Linked DNA regions of Sus scrofa: region 1 is linked to region 2. Evidence: chromatin contacts called from public Hi-C data. All regions are on one chromosome and are shown on one strand. The core of a region is the stretch at or near the end of the contact, and the rest is flanking DNA. Distances in the headings are between cores, read along the strand shown. Region 1 overlaps FBXW11 (F-box/WD repeat-containing protein 11). Region 2 holds the start of FBXW11 (F-box/WD repeat-containing protein 11).

Evidence for each region. Hi-C and Micro-C count contacts between places; a contact is called where the count stands out from the background.
Region 1: a Hi-C map of liver shows a contact between it and region 2, with 1.8 times the contacts expected there. The contact joins the enhancer-like site here to the promoter of FBXW11 in region 2. A contact is called at or near these places in 4 of 5 promoter capture datasets (fetal skeletal muscle, liver and skeletal muscle), 14 of 47 Hi-C or Micro-C datasets (blood, embryonic fibroblasts, epiblast stem cells and 5 more) and 2 of 2 datasets of contacts at active chromatin or transcription factors (alveolar macrophages and skeletal muscle).

What each region holds. Positions count from the first base shown.
Region 1 is chr16:52,270,322-52,276,005 of Sscrofa11.1, forward strand. The region is part of intron 2 of FBXW11 (F-box/WD repeat-containing protein 11); the gene reads left to right. Among named protein-coding and RNA genes, the nearest start is that of FBXW11, 61 kb to the left of the region's middle. Within about 2 kb of position 1,945, at least 2 of the 83 cell types and tissues checked have an H3K27ac peak or open chromatin away from gene starts, as enhancers often do. A contact at or near this core is called in liver, where this site is marked.
Region 2 is chr16:52,209,936-52,216,233 of Sscrofa11.1, forward strand. It overlaps FBXW11 (F-box/WD repeat-containing protein 11), which reads left to right and starts at 2,466. Exons shown (of 14, transcript XM_021077115.1): 1 at 2,466-2,915. The coding sequence starts at 2,871.

The DNA of each region.
Region 1 (5,684 bases), core at 695-3,194, 60 kb after region 2:
ATTTTTTAACTCCCTCCTATTGCCTAGTCAGGAGTCGTTTCCGCTTCTGATCCCTTCTCCTTCCAACTTTTAAGGTGTATTACTCCTGTTTTTCTGAATGTATGACATATTCCTCAACCCCCATCTTCTTCTTTGTTTTATTCTTATATCTGTACCATAATTAGTTATTTTTAAATGTTAACCATTAATTTTTATGCTAAAGTTTTCTGAGTCATCTCTTGGTTACTTAGGAAGGGCTCAAGGATACAGAATACCTGACCCATTTAAAACTTTTGTTGTCTTTGGTTATAAAATCTTTGCTTTACACTTTCTTTTATACAGTTTTTGGAAAGTGCTGTTCAACTAATGCCTTGCTTGGTACTTTGCTTTTATGATATTTGATGCTAATCTGATTCATGCTCTTTTCTAAGTTTTCTTTTAATTAAAACAATTTTTTTTTTTGACTGGAAACTGAGAAATCTCTTCTTTTATTTTAGCATCTGATAATTTTCCTAGGATATCTCTAGGAGTTTAATAGGAGGGAGCCAATTTTTCCCTAGTATCTGGAGACCTTTTTAACAGGCAGTTCAGATTTCCTTTTATTTGTGGAAAATTTTCTTGAATTATAGTGTTATCGAACCAAACTGGGAACTGTTTGCATGCACACAACACAGTAAGGCCAATCCACTGACAGTGGGTTGTGATGAAAAAAAGTGCAGTGTTTATTGCAGGGCACCAAGCTAGGAGTCCAGGGCAGCTAGTGCTCAAAATACTTGGATTCTCTGAAGGGTTTCTGGAAAGGCTTTTTAAAGTCCAGGTGATGGATGGAGGGGTGTCCCGGGTGTGTGATCAGCTTGTGCACAATTCTGTGGTTGGTTGATGTGAGGTGACAGGGTGGTGTTCTAGGGGTTAACATTATCAGTCCTTAGGCTTCAGTAGGCCTGAGGGCTCTGTGCTCATGGTCATCAGAAAGTTAACATTTTCTGTTTGGTGGGAGTTTTAGCATGTATAAAACAGTTCAGGAAATATGCACCAGATGCTGTTACCTAGGTGCTAGAGAGAAGCTAAAGCAAAGGATGTGGGGGAGGGATCTGTCCCTGGAAGGCCCTATAGGGTCCTACTCAGTTATAAAAAATGACAGCTTTATTGAGTTATAATTCACACATCATACAGTTTTCCCATTTGAAGTGTATAGTGCACTGATTTTTAGCATATTCACAGCTGTGCAGCCATTACGAAAATCAATTTAGAACATTTTCATCATGTCAGAATGAAACCCTTTCAGCTATCATTCCCCATTTTTCCTCACTCACTTAGCTCTAGGTAACCCCTTGGATTCTAGTTTTAAATGTTAATTGTTTCATTATTTGTGTGTGGGTGTGTTTAGAAACTCCAATTATACATAGGTATTCTGTTTTTCTTCCATTTCTACCACTTCTCTGTTTCCCATTTTGTGTCTTTATCTCATTTTCATTCTCTTAGGTTATTTCCCTGCTTTTCTTCAATGCCTCTTTTTCATTTTTCGTTTGAATTTATCATTTTGGGGGCATTGTAAGTTACTTTCATTTCTATTATAATCTTATTTTTATTTTCTCAGTTAAATCTTATTCATTTCTTTCTGCTTTTGGTGTATGTCCTTTCTTGAGTTTTGAATTTCTGATTCAAAGCATATAAAAAATAACATCAAATACTTGTTTGAACATACTTAGTTCAGTTTGGAGTACTCTTTTCAATTAGATTCCATAAGAGCAGTATGCCAGAACACACTAAGACGTACATGGTGTATAATAAATTTATTTTTCTCATAACTATTGACATATACTTACTGCCATTTTTTATCTTCTTTGATGAGGTGTCTGTTCATGTCTTCTTTCCACTTTTAAAATTGTCTTCTTCTTTTTTTTAATGGTCTCACCTGCGGCACAGGAAAGTCCATTGGCCAGGGATTGAGTACAACCTTTGCCTCAGCTACAGCTTTGGCAGTGCCAGGTCCTTTAACCCACTGCACCAGGCCTGGGATCAAACCTATGCCTCCTAAGGATCCAAGCCATTGCAGTTGGATTCTTAACCTGCTATGCCACAACAAGAATTCCACTTGTTCATTTTCTTACTAAGTTTTAAGAGGGTTTTTTGGGGGTGGTGGTTATATTTTGGCTAACAGTCCTTTATCAAATTTGTCTTTTGCAATTATTTATTCTAAGTGTGTGGTTTCTCTTTTCATTCTCTCTTGACAGTGTCTTTCACAGAGCAGGAAGTTTTTAATTTTAATGAATTCTGGCTTATCAGTTATTTCTTTAACAGATTGTGCCTCCAGTGTTTGTATCAAAAAGGTCTTCATCAGGGAGTTCCCATTGTGGCGCAGTGGTTAACAAATCCGACTAGGAACCATGAGGTTGCAGGTTCAATCCCTGCCCTTGCTCAGTGGGTTAATGATCCGGCGTTGCCGTGAGCTGTGGTGTAGGCCGGTGGCTACAGCTCTGATTAGACCCCTAGCCTGGGAACCTCCATATGCCGCTGGAGTGACCCAAGAAATAGCAAAAAGACCCAAAAAATAAATAAATAAATAAAAAGTCTTCATCATACTCAAGGTCACCTAGATGTTCTTCTGTGTGTTCCAGTATCATTTGTTGAAATTATCTTTGCTCCATTGTGTTGCCTTTGCTCCTCTGTCAAAGATTGGCTGACTGTATTTATGTGAGTCTCTTTCTGGACTCTCTCTTCTGTTTCATTGATCTATTTGTCTTTCTTTCAGCAGTAACCATGCACTGTCATGATTAGTCTTGCTTTACAGTAATTCTTGAAGTTAGGAAGTGTCAGTCCTTTGACTTTCTTCTTTTAATATTGTGCTGGTTATTCAAGAACTCTTAACCTCTTCATTGAGTTTCGTGTAGCTTCATTTGTTCTTTTTATTTTTTGTATCCTGTGACTTTGCTGATGTCACACGTTAGTCTACTTGTTTTGTATGTTCCTATGGAGTTTTTTTATAGACAGTCATGTCTTATGGATCCTTTCTGATATTTATGCCTTTTATTTCTTTTTCTTGCCTTATTGCACTTGCTGTGACTAGTGAAATTTTTATTGACTAGAAGTGTGACAATGGTTATTCTACTTTTGTTCTAGAGTACAGTGGAAAGTGTTTCATCTTTTACCATTAAGTATGATATTAGCTATAAAATTTTAAAGATACATGTCCTTTATCATATTAAGTTACCCAAGAGTTTTTAATCAAGTGGTTTTTGAATTTTGTTTTATGCCCTAAATGCATTTATCGAAATTATCATATAACTTCTCTTCTTTTAATATGGTCTGTTAACACTAATTTTTTCTTTTTTTTTTTTTGGAATGTTCAGCCAATGTTTAATTCTGAGAAAGCCCCAACTGATCATGATGAAGTACCCTTTTTATATAATTTTGTATTTGATTTGCTAATATTCTGTTGAGTATACTTTTCTCTTTGTACCTGAAGGTAATTGGTCAATTCTTTTTTGATGATGTCTTTTTTAGGTTTTAGCATTAGGATTATCCTAATAAAATGAATAATCACCTCTGTTTCAAAAAAGAGTTTGGTAAAATTTGCTGTTATTTCTTCCTTAAATGTTTGATAGTATTTATTAGTGAAGCCAGTTAGACCTTGAGTTTGCTTTGTGGGAAAGTTTTTGTTTTTGTGTAGCACTTAAATTTTTTAAGAAGTTGACTTTTTTGATATATATTTCATATATAATAAAATTCACCAATTTTAAGTCTATAGTTCATTTAGTTTTGACAGATGGATGTAGTGTAATATCCACAACAATCATATATTTGTTTTCTTTTTCTTGTGATGTGTTTGATAGGTTTTTGTTATCAAATTACTTGAGTTCAAAATACAGTTAGAGGAGTTCCCGTTGTGGCCCAGTGGTTAATGAATCCGACTAGGAACCATGAGGTTGTGGGTTCAATCCCTGGCCTTGCTCAGTGGGTTAAGGATCCAGTGTTGCCGTGAGCTGTGGTATAGGCCAGTGGCTATAGCTCCGATTTGACCCCTAGCCTGGGAACCTCCATATGCCACAGGAGCAGCCCTAGAAATGGCAAAAAGACAAAAAAAAAAAAAAAATACAGTTAGAGATGTTCCTTTTTCATCTGCTTTTTGGAAAATTTGTATAGAATTGATACTTTTTGTTTCTTCCTTAAATAAAGAAAAAATTTACACTAAAGCTACTTTCTTCAGTAGACGTAGGGCTATTGAGGTTATCCATTTCTTCTTGTTATCTTTTAAGGAATTTGTCCCTCTCATGAGTTGTGGAATGTATTAGTATAAATTTCTCCTATTCCTTTATTTTCCTTTATACTTATAGGATCTGAACTCATGTTCCTACTTTTATTTGAGATAGGAAATTTTTTTCATAGATGATTTTTTCCTTATCAGTCTGGCTAGAAGTTTATCAGTTTTATTGATTGTTTGAGACATGACTTTTGGTTTATTATTTTTTTGTATGTTTGTTTTGTTTTCTGTTGTGTTAATTTTGGACCTCATCTTTATTATTTCCTTCCTGCTGCTTATTTTGGGTTTGTTTTGCTAATTTTCTAGTTTTTAATGGTGGAAGCTTAGATTATTGCTTTGAAGACCATTTTCTTTTCTAATACATGCATTTAATGCTCTCTAATCTCTGCTTTAGGTATATCCCATAATATTTAATATTTTTAATTTTAATTTTAATTTTATTCACAATATTTTCTAATTTTCCTTGTGATTTTTTTTGAACCCTGTGTTGTTTAGTGATGCATTGTTTAATTTCCAAACATTTTTAGATTAATTCTTTGTCATTCCAAAACATATTTTGTATGATTTCAGTCCTTTTAAATTTATTGAACCCTGTTTTATGGCCCAGAATAGCATTTATCTTGGTGAATGTTTGTTTCTACTTGGAAAGAATGTGTTCCTTTCTTGGGTAGAGTGTTCTATAACTGTCAGTTAGCTTTAGTTGACTGATATTTGTTATTCATGTCCTCTATATTTTATTCTTTTCTGTCTGCATGTTCTATGCATAACTGAGGAGTGTTGAAGTCTCCAAATATGAATTTGGGTTTATCCATTTCTCCTTTGAATATGTTATTGTTTTTTTCCCCCACACATATTTTTTTGTTGTTGTTTGTTTATTTTTTTTTATTATTACTCAAATGAATTTATCACATCTGTAGTTGTATAATGATCATAACAATCCAATTTCACAGGATTTCCATCCCACAACCCAAGCACAATATGTCCCCCAGTCTATGGTTTTGTTTTTTTTTTTTTCCTTTTAGGGCTGTACCCACAGCACATGGAAGTTCATAGGCTAGGGGTCCAGTCGGAGCTACAGTTCCCAGCCTACAACACAGCCAGAGCAATGCAGGATCCAAGCCACGTCTGCCACCTACACCACAGTTCATGGCAATGCCAGATCCTTTACCTACTGAGTGAGGCCAGGGGTCGAACTTTTGTCCTCATGATACTAGTTGGATTCATTTCCACTGCACCACAAGGGGAACTCCTGTGGTGTTTTGTTATAGCAGCTCAACCTAGCTAAGTCAGTCATTATCTCTGCTTTTTTTTTTTTTTTTTTAATTTTTATTTTTTTCCCACTGTACAGCAAGGGGATCAAGTCATCCCTACATGTATACATTACAATTACATCTTTTTTCCCCACCCTTTGTTCTGTTGCAACATGAGTATCTAGACAAAGTTC
Region 2 (6,298 bases), core at 1,216-3,715:
CCTGCCTCTTCAACAGCTTGGGAACAACTTCTGTCCTATATAATAACTTTTTCATCTCACTGAGCTCCTGGAGTTTGACCCAATAATATTAGTATTTTCTCCTCTTAAGGTGGGATATGGTTTTAATAAAAGGACAGAAACCTTGAGTTATCTCCATTACAGTCCCATTGCCAAGGGTTGCAAGCTCAAATATCTATATGGATTCAGCATACAAGTTAAATGAGTAAAGACAACAGGGAGCTGTGGTAACAGTGGCAATCTATAGCGTACATGCTTTGAACAAAGAAGGTAATTGCTACTTAACTTCTGCATATTTTTGCCATGCAGATCTGATAGTCGAATAGTCTAACTTTCCAAGAGAAGTTAGAAATTCAGATTTTAAAATGTGAAACTATCAAATTTTGAAACAATAAAAAAGACAGTGCAGGATAAACAGACACATGGAGGGGTTCATATTCAGCTGTGACTCCTATCCTAATCTCAGCTGCTAGGTCCTGTGACAAGTGCTGGCCCTTAAAGGCCCTGATTACTGTTACACTGGGGGCCCCCAATGCACGACGACTCTCTGTATTCACAACCTTGTGTAGACCCTTCCACCCCGACTCTGGGCTTGGCCATATGGCTTGTTTTGGCCAGTGACACACTAACAACTGTGGTGCAACCAGAGGCTTGATAAGTATTTGCTCAACGGGGTTTGTCCTCTTGGAAGTTAGTCACCATGCAGAAGCCTGAACGGTAAAAAGTCAGGTAAAGAGAGAGGCCCTGGAGGATGAGGAAGCTGTTTTGATGAGCTCCCAGCTGACTGCAGTCTCATGAGTAATCTCGGCTTATACTACGTGGGACCAGCTGAGTCCAGTTAACCCACACAATTGCAAAGAATAAGAAAGCACTGTTATTTTAAACTTCTAAGTCTTAGAGGTAGTTTATGATGATGCAATAGGTAGCTGAAATAGAGGTCATTTATTCCAATCCCTTTATTTAACTAATGAATGTCTCAAAGCCTAGAGAGGCAAAGGGGTCTGGTGAAATTCAGACACCATGTTAGGAATAATAGCTTTTTAATTCTGTGTTCTTCCTATTGCTTTTCTTTCAATTCCCTAAGTAGAAAGCATCGGATAAGGGCCATTAAACTTAAAACTGTATTGAACAGAACTTACACTGTGTCCTGCATGCATACAAATTACTGTAGCAATTCGGTGCTTGGAAATGGAAAGACTTAGAGGTCATCTAGTCCCTTCCCTTTACAGGTGCAGAAAATGCAAAACACTTGAGAAAGAGAACAGTAGCCTTTGACATTTGGCAGCTGGCCTGATACAATCAAACAGGCAGTAATGTTACTAGATGATAGCCTGGTCCTCTTAGCTAGGCCTCGTGTTTTCTTGTTGAACCTAATTTCATAGAACATAAATGTTAGACAAAGCCATTCTATGGCCATGATAGACCAATACAAAAGCGAAACCACTCCTAATTAAATCTGAACACAGATCAAACAGGGACATTGTTCAAACCACAAAAAATGACCAAATAGCCCTTATTCTGGTAATGAGGGACTCCTGCTTCTCTACCAATCAGGACTTCAGCCTCGTCTAGTAGTCCTTCCGTCTAGATAACATTTACTGAGATGCCCAATCATAAAATTACCTCCACTTTCTGACAGCATCTTATCCAGGGTAAAGTCCCACTTTCTTAAACCCTCATCCAAATCACCTGACAACTCCTCCTGAGATGCCCCACAGTTCTTCATGGTGTGTGTTCTCTCTCTCTGCAACCAGCAATAAACCCAACCTGTTAATTCTCAGCGGGCCTTTGTCGTCTTTGGTTTGAGGTTACTGACAGACCTGATAAGGTTTATACCGAGCTGGAGGCAGAATTCACTGGGCATCTCCAGCTGTGTTCCTTCTTATGGTTAATGTCTGTCTTCCCCCTACCAGAATTACGCTGCGTGAGAAGAGAAGCCTTGTCTGTAGGGATCAGAGCTGATTCCCAGGGCCTAGGCTAGTGACGAGCAGAGGCTGGAAGTTTAAAAGATACTTTCTAAACGAATGAATAATAGGTTCTCTTTCACCTCTCAGTTCCTCCCAGTACGTGGTGCACAGAGACCACAAAACTCCTCTTTCTCAACTAAATTTCCAAACCCCTCTTGGGACGCCACTCTTGGGACGCCCATGCTCTCAGAGCCTCCTTCTCTGCCCGAGCTCTCTCGCTCGCTGGCCCCCCTCCGACACTTGAGCCCCAAGACCATCCCTTCCTAGAACCCACCTGTCGCCAACACCTCACCCTGCCACAGAGGCCAGACCAACCGTGCCGTTACTTAGGTGTCGAGCGGGCACTGCAGGCACAGACCGCGCATGTGCGGAAATCGGTCGCGCACGCAGGATCGCTGGCAAGTGAAGAGTTGCCTTGGAGTTTCCGTCCGGGTCCGGGGAGCCTCGGGCTGCCAGGAAGTCAGAAGAAACTAGCCGGAAAGAGAACCCGCGCGCAGGGCTTTCTGGGATATGTAGTAGGCGCGCACCTGAAGCCCCACCTTGAGGAAGCCCGTAATTCTTTAGGTCTGCACGTCTCTCATTCGCAGTCCCGTGCTACTTTCGGCTGAGAATTCAGCTTCGGACGGCTAGGAGAGATTGGTCTGGCGGGGTCTTCTCGTTCCCACAACGCTCTGCGGGACCCGCGGCGCCTGCCGGGAGCTGTAGTCCTCGCTCTGCGTACTGCGTTCGCCGAGGGGGAGGGCGGAGCTGCCGGCGGCCCGGGCGGGCTGGCAGCTAGAGTGGGTGCGATAGCCGCCTCCGCCTCTGCCGCCTCCGCCGTCGCCTCCTCCGCCCGGGCCGTTCGCTGCTGCGCGGGGAGAGCGAGGCGGGGCCGCCAGGGCCGCCATGGAGCCCGACTCGGTGATTGAGGACAAGACCATCGAGCTCATGGTGAGTGCGGCCCGCTGGACCGTCCGTTCTTCCGTCCGTCCGGCCCCGGGCGGGCCTGCCCATCTCAACGTCCGGCGCGAGGCCGGCCCTGGCCCTTCCCCGCTGCCTCGGCCCGAACCTGGGCCCTCCGGCCCGGCGCGCTTTACTCCGGATCCCTCGAGATCTCAGGCCGGACCTGGTCCGGCCCCCTCCATGCCCCTCGGTTTTCCTCCCTCCCTCCCTTCTCTCCTGTCTCTGGGCCCATCCCTGGAACGACCCTCGCTCGCTTGTGCTGTGGCCTTAGCTCACACTCGCTCAAGCATCTCCTTCCTCCCTTAGAAGGGGTTTTCTGTTTTTTCTTTTTCTAATTCTCCGGCCAGGCCTGCATCGCTCTTGCAAGCCCCACTCAGGCCGAGTGAGATGGTGATGGGAGGGGGTACAGAGAAGATCGACCTGGGGTCTCGGCCTCTGCGTCCTAGAAGGGGTCTCTCAGCACCCTCTTCTCAAGCCAGGGCTGTGTGGATGCCGGCATAGGCCCTACAGGGGTGGAGGTGGGGAGCTCTCGGGTTTGAGGCTGTGACCGATAAGGGGCCTCTTTCCTGGGCCCCTGTGGTGTCCGGCTTCTCGGACAAAGGGTTTCCTACCCGGCCGAGAGGGATGTTTGGATAGCGAGGCCCCAGGTACTCTGGATTCCATCTCCCAGGAAAGAGACACTGTAACTTCACGTTTTCCAGAGCCGCTCTGGGAAATTGGGGAGGGGGAAGAGGGCTTGTCCTCATCTGCGCCGCCAGTTCTTTCTTCTAGAAAAGGAGTAGGAGAGAATCCTAGGCCCCTGGGAAATCGATCACTCTTCTGTTAGAAACCTTTGGTACCCAGGCCAGACCCTCTGGCCCCACGAATCCCAACCCCCCCTCCGCCTTGGGACTTGGAGCCTAAGGTTTTTAGAAACAGGGCCACGAGAGAGTGGCTAGTAGAAACGAAGAACTTGCTCTTTGGTGGATGACTTGGTGGAAGAAATAAAATATGATAGCTATTACCTGCCAATTGGAATACTAGGGAAATCAAACTGGGCTCTGGAGAGCTGGGAGGGGAAGCTCTTTGCCTCAGCAAATGGACAGGCCCAGGCTTTCTTCCTGTGGAAATCTTGACAGTTTCTTTGTATCTCTTCTAATACAGTAACAACTTCTACTCTAAGGTTGAGAGGAAAGGTGAAAGAATCTACTTAACACAGCAAAACGTTTTCCTAGCCAGATTTTCTCCAGTGTGAAAATGTTTATTGAGTCAGTGATTCCACTGGGTAGGGTCGGTGACATCAGAGCCACTTCCCCCATTTAATGCTATAAATAATAAATGGTGACATTGAAAGTCTGTTGGATAGCTGCATGGTGTCTGTGGATGATGGTATCTGGGGAGTTGAGGTGCATGTTTTAAAAATGGAAGTACAGTAGCATAAATATGGAGGCAGCTTAATATTTGCTGTCCTTTGCATAATTCACTAGACTTCTTCAGCAGTCTTGAAAACTAGAGGGGAAAAAAAGCTCTGGTAGTTTCTGGGGTGTGTGTGTGCGTGCGCGCACTGGTGTGGTTGCTTTCTAAGGGATACTGTCACCATAAGTTTGATTTTCATTTATTAAGTAATTTATTAAGTAATTTTTCCTTTCAGTAAAGTTTATCAAACTTTTGTAATCAAGCCTTTGATAATCTGCAAATTTTGTAAGGGGTTATTTTAGTAAAATATCTTAACTGGAATTGCATATATAGTATATATGCTTACATGTATGTGTAATACATGTATTTACAACAGGAGTGCTTCATATCGAAAATTGTAACTTGGGGGGAGTTCTCGTCGTGGCGCAGTGGTTAACGAATCCGACTAGGAACCATGAGGTTGCGGGTTCGATCCCTGCCCTTGCTCAGTGGATTAAGGATCCGGCGTTGCCGTGAGCTGTGGTGTAGGTCGCAGACACGGCTCGGATCCAGCATTGCTGTGGCTCTGGCGTAGGCTGGCAGCTACAGCTCCAATTAGACCCCTAGCCTGGGAATCTCCCATATGCCGCGGGAGCGGCCCAAGAAATGGCAAAAAGACAAAAAAAAAAAAAAAAGAAAAAGAAAATTGTAACTTGGTACCTCTTTGAAAGTGTTCAGTGCTCCTTCCATTTACATGCCATTAAAACAATAACTAAAATGTCTTTATTTTGAAGAGAATTAGAAATGAATACAGTGTAATCCATTTAGTGTTTTGAGTGGATGTAGAAAAAAAAAAATCTCTGACCTAAATATACTGGTTTCCTATGCTTATAAATTGAAAAAGTTTTGATTTTACATAATTGTGTCTGTGATCTGAAAAGATATTTCAGCTCTTTCAAGGGCTTTACAAACTGGGATTCTTAAGATAGTTTAACAAAAAAATTTAACAGCTATCTAGATCAATTTTAAAATGCCTTTTCATATATGGATTTTGATACTCCCTCAAAGAGCTACCAGTTAAGACTCTTAGGCAATCCTTTTGATGAACATTTGTGTGTTTATTTTAGTGTAGTAGATAGCACAGGTACTTAACAACCACTTTACTGAATCCCGGATCAGATGTAGGAATGATAATGCTTTAAAATCCAATTGCATGTGGCTTTCTGTATTCATTGCATTTTCATTACAGTTTCCAAAACTAGGTTAAGAAAAAAAATTTTTTTACATTGGTTTCAAAATAATATGATGAAAGGAGGGGAAGGGGTTAAACTGGTGGTATTTTGAAAGCCTAAAGCATGAAATATTTTTAGATTTTTATGAGTCAGCTTCAGTATTCAAATATTTGTGATTGTGCGGCCTGTACCAGTTCGGTACTTAATGGTTAACAGGATAACTTTCATTTCATATTCCAGAGTGTGCTATATCAAAGGAAGGAAGCAGACTTCTTGGGTTTTACCAGTTTCTTAACCTTCCTCCCTCTACTTTCTTTGATTATGGTTCTTTCTCCCTTTTTTCCTTGTGCTTTTTTAGTTTACTAGGAAATAAAACTGGTGATAGCAGAATAATTAAATCTTCAAAATATAACCTCCATTGTGACTCCTACCCTGGTCTGCGGCCAGGTCCACAAAAAGCTTCTCCAGCTGACCTCCCTCATAGGGTTCAGTCTTTTTTGTTTGTTTGTTTGTTTGTCTTTTTGTATTTTTCTAGGGCCGCACCCACGGCAAATGGAGGTTCCCAGGCTAGGGGTCTAATCAGAGCTGTAGCCTTCACTAGAAGCCACAGCAATGCGGGATCCGAGCCTCATCTGCGACTTACACCACAGCTCACGGCAATGCCAGATCCCCAAACTACTGGGTGAGGCCAGGGATCGAACCCACAACCTCATGGTTCCTAGTTGGATTCGTTAACCACTGAGCCATGACGGGAACTCCGGATTC